3 separate regions of the Mus musculus genome follow, and all the other regions are linked to region 2. Evidence: chromatin contacts called from public promoter capture Hi-C data. All regions are on one chromosome and are shown on one strand. Each heading gives the region's core, a stretch centred on a gene start, on an enhancer-like site or on the middle of the called end of the contact. The rest is flanking DNA. Distances are from core to core; before and after follow the strand shown.

What was found. Promoter capture Hi-C pulls out the DNA fragments that hold promoters and counts their contacts.
Region 1: a promoter capture Hi-C map of pre-B cells shows a contact between it and region 2, with 3 times the contacts expected there. The contact joins the promoter of Trim67 here to the promoter of 4930566D17Rik in region 2. A contact is called at or near these places in 4 of 39 promoter capture datasets (embryonic stem cells, hippocampal neurons, liver and 1 more).
Region 3: a contact with region 2 is called in a promoter capture Hi-C map of stem cell-derived epiblast-like cells, with 3 times the contacts expected there. The contact joins the promoter of Egln1 here to the promoter of 4930566D17Rik in region 2. A contact is called at or near these places in 1 of 39 promoter capture datasets (stem cell-derived epiblast-like cells), 1 of 484 Hi-C or Micro-C datasets (embryonic stem cells) and 1 of 115 datasets of contacts at active chromatin or transcription factors (epiblast stem cells).

The regions. Positions count from the first base shown.
Region 1 is chr8:124,791,513-124,794,433 of GRCm38.p6, forward strand. Trim67 (tripartite motif-containing 67) reads left to right here and starts at 1,507. Exons shown (of 10, transcript NM_198632.2): 1 at 1,507-2,921. The coding sequence starts at 2,389. It overlaps Gm46059 (a long non-coding RNA gene), which reads right to left and starts at 875. Exons shown (of 3, transcript XR_001778718.2): 1 at 1-875.
Region 2 is chr8:125,520,973-125,523,672 of GRCm38.p6, forward strand. 4930566D17Rik (a long non-coding RNA gene) reads left to right here and starts at 1,360. Exons shown (of 3, transcript XR_003947612.1): 1 at 1,360-2,340. All of the region lies in intron 1 of Sipa1l2 (signal-induced proliferation-associated 1 like 2), which reads right to left.
Region 3 is chr8:124,948,000-124,950,699 of GRCm38.p6, forward strand. It overlaps Egln1 (egl-9 family hypoxia-inducible factor 1), which reads right to left and starts at 1,255. Exons shown (of 5, transcript NM_053207.2): 1 at 234-1,255. The coding sequence starts at 1,055. It overlaps Gm46060 (a long non-coding RNA gene), which reads right to left and starts at 226. Exons shown (of 2, transcript XR_001778719.2): 1 at 1-226.

The sequences.
Region 1 (2,921 bases), core at 257-2,756, 730 kb before region 2:
GAATTTCTTTTTTTCAGTGTATTGCTGGCAGGACCAGGTGACTGAAGCTTCATCTACAGAGAGTGGATTAGGACAGTTGCCGCCTCCATACCCACCCCCACCCCCACCGTGCAGCACTGCTTCCTGAAGCAGGGCTAATTGGGATGTCCGGTTTAGCAGGAGCCTACCCTTAAACATGGAGCCAGACTTCTGTAAGCCATTCAGCTGAACTGAGATGCATAGAAAGTAGTCCAGAGCATTTACTGTAACAATTTGGCACGGACACATATATATATTGTTATAGTATTTTCCAGACTGGACAGGTGGAAGCAAGCTGCAGGACCCCGGAAGTCCTGTAAAGATATGGGCTTCACTGGGGTGCTTTGCAATGGCTTTCCTGGTGACCTCCCTTCCACCAGAGGTTCTATCCCTTAGGCACAGAGCCAGGCCAAGGCAGCTGCCTCATTAGTCTGTGGCTTCATTTCTCTCCTCCTGCTATCTTTCCAAATGCTGACAGTGGCTGGGGCCCTGCATTCCTTCAGCAGGAGTCTGCGCCACGGTTGCTGTTTTTTTTTTTTTGTTTGTTTCAGTTCAGCAGAGTCTTACTATGTAACACCCAGACTAGCTTGGAAATTACTATGTAGCCCAAGCTGGCCTTGAACTCATAGCAATCCTTCTGCCTAGGCCTCCCAAGTGCTAGAATTACAAGCACGAGCCAGCACGCTGACTGACACATCCTTTCTAAATCGACAATTTCCTTGTCTGTTCCAAGCCAGCTTGAATCGCACAGGAAGAGAGGGCCGCGTGGTGCGCATTTCGCTCCACGCGCTCTTCCCTTCCAGGGCTCGCCCTTAGCTCTATGCCCAGCGCGTACTTCCTTTCTCTGGGCAGCCGGCACTACCCAGCGCAGAACAGCGGGCAGACGGCAGCCAGGCGCGCGGGCGGCGACGTTGCAGGAAGCTCCCATTCATAAAGAGAACACCTGCTCGCTGCCTCCCGCCTCTCCGCACTCGCGAGCAGCCTGGGGAGGTTGTATTTGGCAACCTTCACCGTGTCCTCGCCAAGTCCTCCGGCCCTCATCTTCCACGACTAGCCCCAGTAGAACCAAGGAGACAAAAAAAAAAAAAAAAAAAGGCTTGTAAAAAGATGCATAAATCAAACCTCGCCCTTTGGCGCGAGGCTGTCCGACATTTTGTGCCTTGAAAGCTTTTTGCGGGGAGGAAATAGATTTAGGAACCGACTGTCGCGCTGTGTTGCGAGGCCTTTTTCAAGCGACTGGCCTTTTAGGGACCGCTGTTTACGCTTTCATGGTGGCGAGGAGTGGGCAGGGCGGGAGCTGGCCAGGGTTGCTCTGGCAAGCTGGGCGGGGCGCCGTGCTAATTCACCGTGCAGTCTCCATCCGTAACGGAGCAGTTCTCCACAATGATCCTCCCCACGAAGCCCTCCGACCCGCCCCTGACTGCCAGCCGCGAGAGGCGAGCCCTCATTCGCTGAGCTGACGCCTGGCTCCCCGCCCCCCGCCCCGTTACTCTCGCTCTGGAAATTACAACTCCTGGGCGCGCGGCACGGCGGGCGGGCGGGCGCGGGAGGCGGTGGGGCCGGGAGGGGGATTCCCGAGCCAGCGGGTGCTCGCCCCCCACCCGCCGCTGCAGCGTGGCGCGGCCAAGGTCAGGGGCGCTGCAGGAACCGGAGCCGGCGAGGCCAGCCTGGGACGCTGCTCAATACCGGCCTACGAGGAGGCAGCTCAGAGAGCAGCGGCCCGAGCAGCGGTACGGCGACGGTCTCCGGGCCGGGGGATGCCGAGGTGGCCGCGGCTGCACAGCAGCCTGGCGGAGGATGCGCGCGGGAGGGGGGACGGGCGCGGACTCCGGGCCCATCCTCTCGCGGGCGCTGTCCGCCGTCTGGTGGTGCTGAACCAGCCCTGGCCCCGCCACTCGGGCACTGGCCAAGAGCTGGGTAGGGGCGGGGCGCTCGCAGAAAGAAGACTCGGGGCAGCGGCGCTGCGGAGTCGGGCTCAGTAGCCTTGCTGGCTCACAGCAGCGGGTCACTGGTCCTTCGTGGAGTGGAGGCACGAGGTACCCCGGACGGCGCTACTGCTGCCTATTCAACACCTGGACAACCTCGGAGGCCACCGCGAGGGCTCCCCGCCACCTTCAGACGGCTGCCTCCGGTGAGGGAGCCTCGCCTTCAGGAGGTGAGGACCCCTCCTTTCTCTGGCGGCCAAGCGTCTTAGGGCGGTGGCCTGAGGACAGAGAGGGGGCGTGCCACCCTCGGGTGAAGACAGCATGCCCGTGAAATACCCCCGCCTCCTGACTCAAGAGCGCTGACATCGCCAGCCCAGCTGCGCTTGTCTTCGGAGCCTTGACCATTCTTGGCTGGTCCCGAGCGGCTCTGGCCGCGGGCGCGGCGATGGAGGAGGAGCTGAAGTGCCCAGTGTGCGGATCCCTGTTCCGGGAACCCATCATCCTGCCCTGCTCTCACAATGTCTGCTTGCCGTGCGCCCGCACTATCGCGGTTCAGACCCCGGACGGCGAGCAGCACCTGCCCCCGCCGCTCCTTCTTTCGCGAGGTGCCGCCGCCGCCGCAACCCCTCCGGATCAGGACGCAGCCGCCGGCGCGACCAGCGGAGGCGCGGGAGCTAACACAGCCGGAGGCCTAGGCGGCGGGGCGACCGGTGGCGGAGACCACGCGGACAAGCTGAGCTTGTACAGCGAGACTGACAGCGGCTATGGCTCCTACACCCCCAGCCTCAAGTCCCCCAATGGAGTCCGCGTGCTGCCCATGGTGCCTGCGCCCCCGGGCTCTTCGGCCGCCGCGGCCCGAGGCGCCGCCTGCTCCTCGCTCTGCTCGTCCTCCAGCTCCATCACCTGCCCGCAGTGCCACCGCAGCGCCTCCTTGGATCACCGCGGCCTGCGAGGCTTCCAGCGCAACCGGCTACTGGA
Region 2 (2,700 bases), core at 110-2,609:
CTGGACCCTTATCACTGACCCATTTCTCCAGCCTTAATAAATACTCTTAAAACGCCTGAGTTCTAATTCTACCACAGGAAACAGCAACACGAATCAACCACATCCCCCAGCAGCCTTTATGATCACAGTCACTTCTCAGTGTTGTGGAGGCAACACCAAGACCAGAAGGAGAAGGGTGTTTCAGATTACCCTGTTAAATCACAACTGCATCTGGTGACAGTTCCGATACTGTTTACAAACTCACACCTACCTACGGTAAAAGGAAAGGGAAGGAAAGAAGGGAGTGGCAGAGTCCACAGGCCACCCTGCTTCCCTGGACGAGGAACCTGGTGCTCAGGGAAGCACTTCCTTCTTGGTTCTTGGCCCAGGCTGCAGTTCTGCTGGAAGAGTGCTTGCCTAGCACGGATAAAGCCCGGGTTCTGTTCTGAACCTCGGGAAGCAGTGCACCTGGAATTCAGCACTCAAGGGGTGGAGACAGGAGGTGGGGGCGGTGGAAGACTATGAATGAATATGAATTGAAGTCAGACTGCTCCTCAGATCACAAGCTTCTCCATCCACAACTTATATTTCAGAGCAGTAGCTATAAGAACTGCAAACTAAAGCTTCCTAAAATCCACACTCCTGTATGATAGCGCAAGGAGCCAAGATGCAGCAAGGAGGGAATACTGACCAGAAGGAACCCAGGAGCACGAGCAGGCTTCCAGCAAGATGAGGCAGCCCGCAGTAAGGAGGATCCCCACCGACCTGCTCAGAAGCGGCCGTGCTGACGCGGTACCTTCATGAACCACTCCACTACGACATGAAGACAAGCTTATCACTTATGCAGAAGGCTGTCACTGGCCTCTGCTTTAGAAAACCGACCTTCCTCAGTCTGCCTCCATCTTTAGGAAGCGCAAAGCAGCTGATGAGAAGTCACTGAAGCCCCTCGGAGCAGCTGGGTTTCTCCTTCAATGAGCAATCGTTCTTGTTCTGAGGCTCAGAATCAGAGGCACAGGCAGCAGGTCCCTCAGCCTTGCCATGGGATCCAGGATTTGCATCCAAAGAACTTACAGTGGCTCTAGAGCAGTGGTTCTCAACCTTCCTAATGCTGCCACCTATGATACAGTCCCTCCTATTGTGGTGACCATAAAAATTATTTTTATTGCTACTTCATAATTCATGAAAATTTGCTACTGTTATGAATTGTAATGCAAATATCTGTGTTTTTCCCGGTCTTAGGCGACCCCAGACGGGACGTGACCCACAGGTTGAAAAAACACTGCTCTAGCAGTGTCTAGCCACTCTGACAACAGCTCTCGTTCCAACTGACCCAAGTGTCCTTTGATGGGTGAATAAACAGTGTGACCCATTCACACAATGGAATGTTATTCAGCCTTAAGGAGGAAGGGAATTCTGACGTCTGATGCATTATGACTGAAGCTCCAGGGCCACTAAGTGAGATACATGAGTCACAAAGGGACAAAGGCTGAGACAGACCATTTCTCTTCCATGGGGTTCCAGGAATAGTGAAGACTCAAAGCAGAAGCAGAATAGATAGGTTCAGAGGGAGGAAGATAAGGAGGTTGCTTTAGCAGGTTCAGAATTCTAGTCTTATGGAAAACCACAGACAGACAGACAGACAGAACGGCTACATAAATATATGAATTTACTTGATAATGCCTAACGGCTTATGTTACAATATAATGACCCCCAACACCAGAATATTTGTGAAAGATTTCCTATCCAAGTGTTCCCTGGCCTGTCTGTCCACCTATCACAGCCACCAGTTCCCACAGGCAGCCCCTAGCTTCTAGCCATTGTAGTAGGACAAGAGCACACTGCGTTGTGATGTTCTCTGCCACTGAGGCTGTGCAAGAGGACACATGGAGCCGTCACCAGGGAGACCTATGCGGGAGACATGACTGCACTGCGAATAACAAGTATCTCTTGCGAACACAGTATGACCTTCCAGACCTTAAGAGAGAGGCATTTCTGAAGCATCGCTGTTTTCAGAGATCAATATTCCAATTTTCCTGTAAGGAGGGTTCTGTCCTCATGTGTCCTCGTGTGCATGTATTATGAGACCCCAACACAAACTCGAAAAGTCTGCTGCTAATAGTCAGCTTCACACGGCACTTCTGGGTTACTGTCTGTATTTTATGGTGAGGCCCCTACAAGATGAACATTATGAGAAAGCGCCTTTCCTTCCCCTGACATAGCAAGCATCCCATGAGAAGCAAAGCCCATTCTTTCAGCTGCTTTTGTTTATGGCCAGGAAAGGAAGCCACAGATTCTCTGAGTAGCATCAATGAGGACTCTGGAGCCTGGCCACACTTCCTCCTTCACAGGTGGCTTAATGAGGTAAGGGCTCTGTCTGGGCTGGGAAGTGGGGGAGGGGAGCACCTAAAACTGGGTCTTCCCCAGCAACTGTTATGTACTGGAATGCAAGGGAAGGGACAGGAAGATCCGCATTCCTAGGTCTGTGCTGGGGACACCTCACAAGATGCTCTGCACAGAAACAAGCCATGCAGACATGCCCCTCCCCACACCTTGTTCCTACCCGCAGGCTTCCTGAGGAAGTGCGGTTCTGAGGAAGTGCAGCCAGCACCAACACACAGTTATTCCTTGTAGCTCTCCCGCCAACGGTGAGAAGACAACCTGCTGGTATGCAGGGAAATCCAGCATCTAAGCAAGGCTATGGTTTGGTTTGGTTTGGTTTGG
Region 3 (2,700 bases), core at 5-2,504, 570 kb before region 2:
CTAGCTCAGGCACACAGGCAAGATAAGATGCATCACCCAGACCCGGTGTAGCTGGTACCCCAACGACCCCCACGAGTGACCAGGGCTCCGGCAGGCTCTGCACTGTGCACTGTGGCAGACAGTACAAGGACAAAAGGAGCCACGCTAAGACAGAGCGCCGGGCCCCGGGTCTGCGGGGGCGGGGGGTGGTCCTCACAGACCCTCCTCCGGTCGCAAGAGCCCCAGCCACTTACTTTCGTTCGGCCGTTTATCCTGTAGTTGCCCAGCTTCCCGCTGCAGTGGCGGATCAGGTCGTCCATGCTGCTCATGAGCAGGCCGATGGTTTCGCAGCCGGGCTCTTTGCCCTCGATCCAGGTGATCTGGTCCCCCCGGATGTCCTTGGAAGAGTCACTCTTCTGGCTGACCAGCTGCCCGTCCGTGAACTTGCCGGTGTCGTGCAGGGCGCGCACCTCATCGCCGATCTGCTGCCCGGTCTCCCTGCCCAGGAAGTCGTCCACCACGCAGATGCCGTGCTTGTTCATGCACGGCACGATGTACTCCAGAGCCAGCTTCAACGCGGGCAACGGCTTGGTCTGCCCGTTGGGCCGCAGCCCTCCACCGGGACTCAGCGCCTCCCCGGGGCCGCCACCCGCTGGGCACAGGCTGGCGCGCTCGGGGCCCGGAGACCGGCTAAGCGGAGGATCCTCGGAGCCGGGCTCTGCTGGGCCGGGGCCGCTCCGGGCCTGCGCCGCGTCCTCCGGGCCCGGTACGCGCGAGGCCGCCGCGCTGTCCCCGCGCCGGGCCGCCCCGCCGGCGCGCGCGGCTCCGGGGGCCCCACCGGGCGGGGGCGCGACGCGGGGCTGCGCCGGCGCGGGCTGCGCGCGGGGGGCCTCGCCGCCCTGGCACACCAGCTTGTGCTTCTTCCAGTCCTGGCGCTGGTGCTCTTTGCAGCAGTAGAAGGAGCTGCGGCAGCGGCCGCAGCGCAGCAGGTTCTCCATCTTCCCGCACAGCTCGCAGTACTGCCGGTCGCGCTCGCTGGCGCTCAGCACGCCGGGCCCGCCGCTGTCACTGGCCATGGCCGCGGCAGGGCGGGCCGCGGGCCGGGAGCGGGGCGGCGGCGGGGCCGTCGGGGCGCCCGCCCGGGGCCGCCGCCCGCTGCGGGAGGCCGCGCGCGCCCTGGCCTCGCCTGCCTTGCCCGGGGCCGCCTAGCGCCGCATCGCGCCGGAGAGAGCGCGGCCTGCGCGGCGCACAGCGCCCTGGGCGGGCGGGCCCAGCCGGCTGCGTCGGGGCGGGCGGGCAGGGCGCGGGCCTGCGGGCGCCACTCGCTCCGCGCGCGCTGCACGTACACCACGGCCCCGGCGACCCGGCGCGCGGGCGGAGAGGGCGGGGGCCGCGCGCACGCGGCGGGCCGGGCCTAGCGGGCGGGCGCGCCGCTTCCTCCGCCCTCCCCTCCTCCTCGCGGCTCCGCCCGGGGCGCGCGTCGCCGGCCTGCGCGCGCGCAGCTCCACCTGCCTGTCCGGGCCCGCCGGCAGCGCTCCGGGGCTGCCTCGGCCACCTCGGTCCCGCGGAGGAGGAAACGGAAGCTCAGACGGCCGCTGGGCCGCTCCAAGCTCCGGGACGGCCGCTGCGCGCTCCCGGTCTGCTGCTCCCCGGAGGCCGCGGAGGGCACAACAAAGGCCCCCCGGGCAGCCTGCTCCGGGACCGGCTCCTGCAGTCGCCGGGCCTGGTTCTGGCTTTGCTTTGTTTTTGCTTTTCTGCGGTCCTTAAACTCTTGAGATTTCTCCCGGTTCCGGTTCGAGACCTCTGGGTTAAGTAAGGTAATCAGGGCTCGGTTCCAGATCCGCATTCAGGCCTGAAGCTCTCAAGAGCATAGTCCGTGAACGAAGCTGCACAGGGAGTTAAAGTCTCACATTAGAATCTGCCAATAGTGTCTGCAGAATTATGAGGATTATTACGGGCTTTCTTTGTTGTCTTGAGACGCAGCCCGGTAGTCCTCGGAAGTAGATTCTCCTACCTCTTCTGGTCAGTGGTAAGGTGATTAGCGTGAGCCCTCTTTGCCAACTCAGTTATCTGCATTTTGTTTGATTTCAGTGTTGTAAATTGAGACGAACACACTAGTTGCTGTTTCTTTGTTTTTATGAAACCTTCAAACCTCATAGAGCTTGGCACGGTGGTAAACGGCTTTAATGCTGGCACTCAGAGGCAGGAAGATCATTGTGAGATTGGGGCCAGCCTGGGCTACAAAGTGAGTTCCAGGATCAAACGCACTTGCACACACAGCTCAGAGAAACAAACCAGAGACTGTCGGTTCCACGTGTGATTTGTAGTAAGTAACTAGTGGGGCCGGGGCAAGGAGAATGACGGGTATATTTGGAGCTGCAGAGAGGGAAGCAAGAGCTGTACAGGTTGAGGACCAACCTGCTCTATGTGGTGGGTTCTGGGACAGCCAGGGCTACGGAGTTCGACATGGTCATACAGCCTCCAAAACAGAAGGACCTCCCTAGGTGCAAACATTTGTCATAATGTACACACACGGTCGTATACTTGAGTGTAGCCATTGGGACAGACAGCCGAGAATTTAAAATTGCTGTTTGGATGCCAGGGGGAACACAGAAACGGGAATTGTTAGCTCTGCCATTTGAATGAAGTTGCAAGCAAACAACTCCGAAATGTAAGAGCGACAACATTTACACGCATACACTTTGAGAATAATCTTGAAGC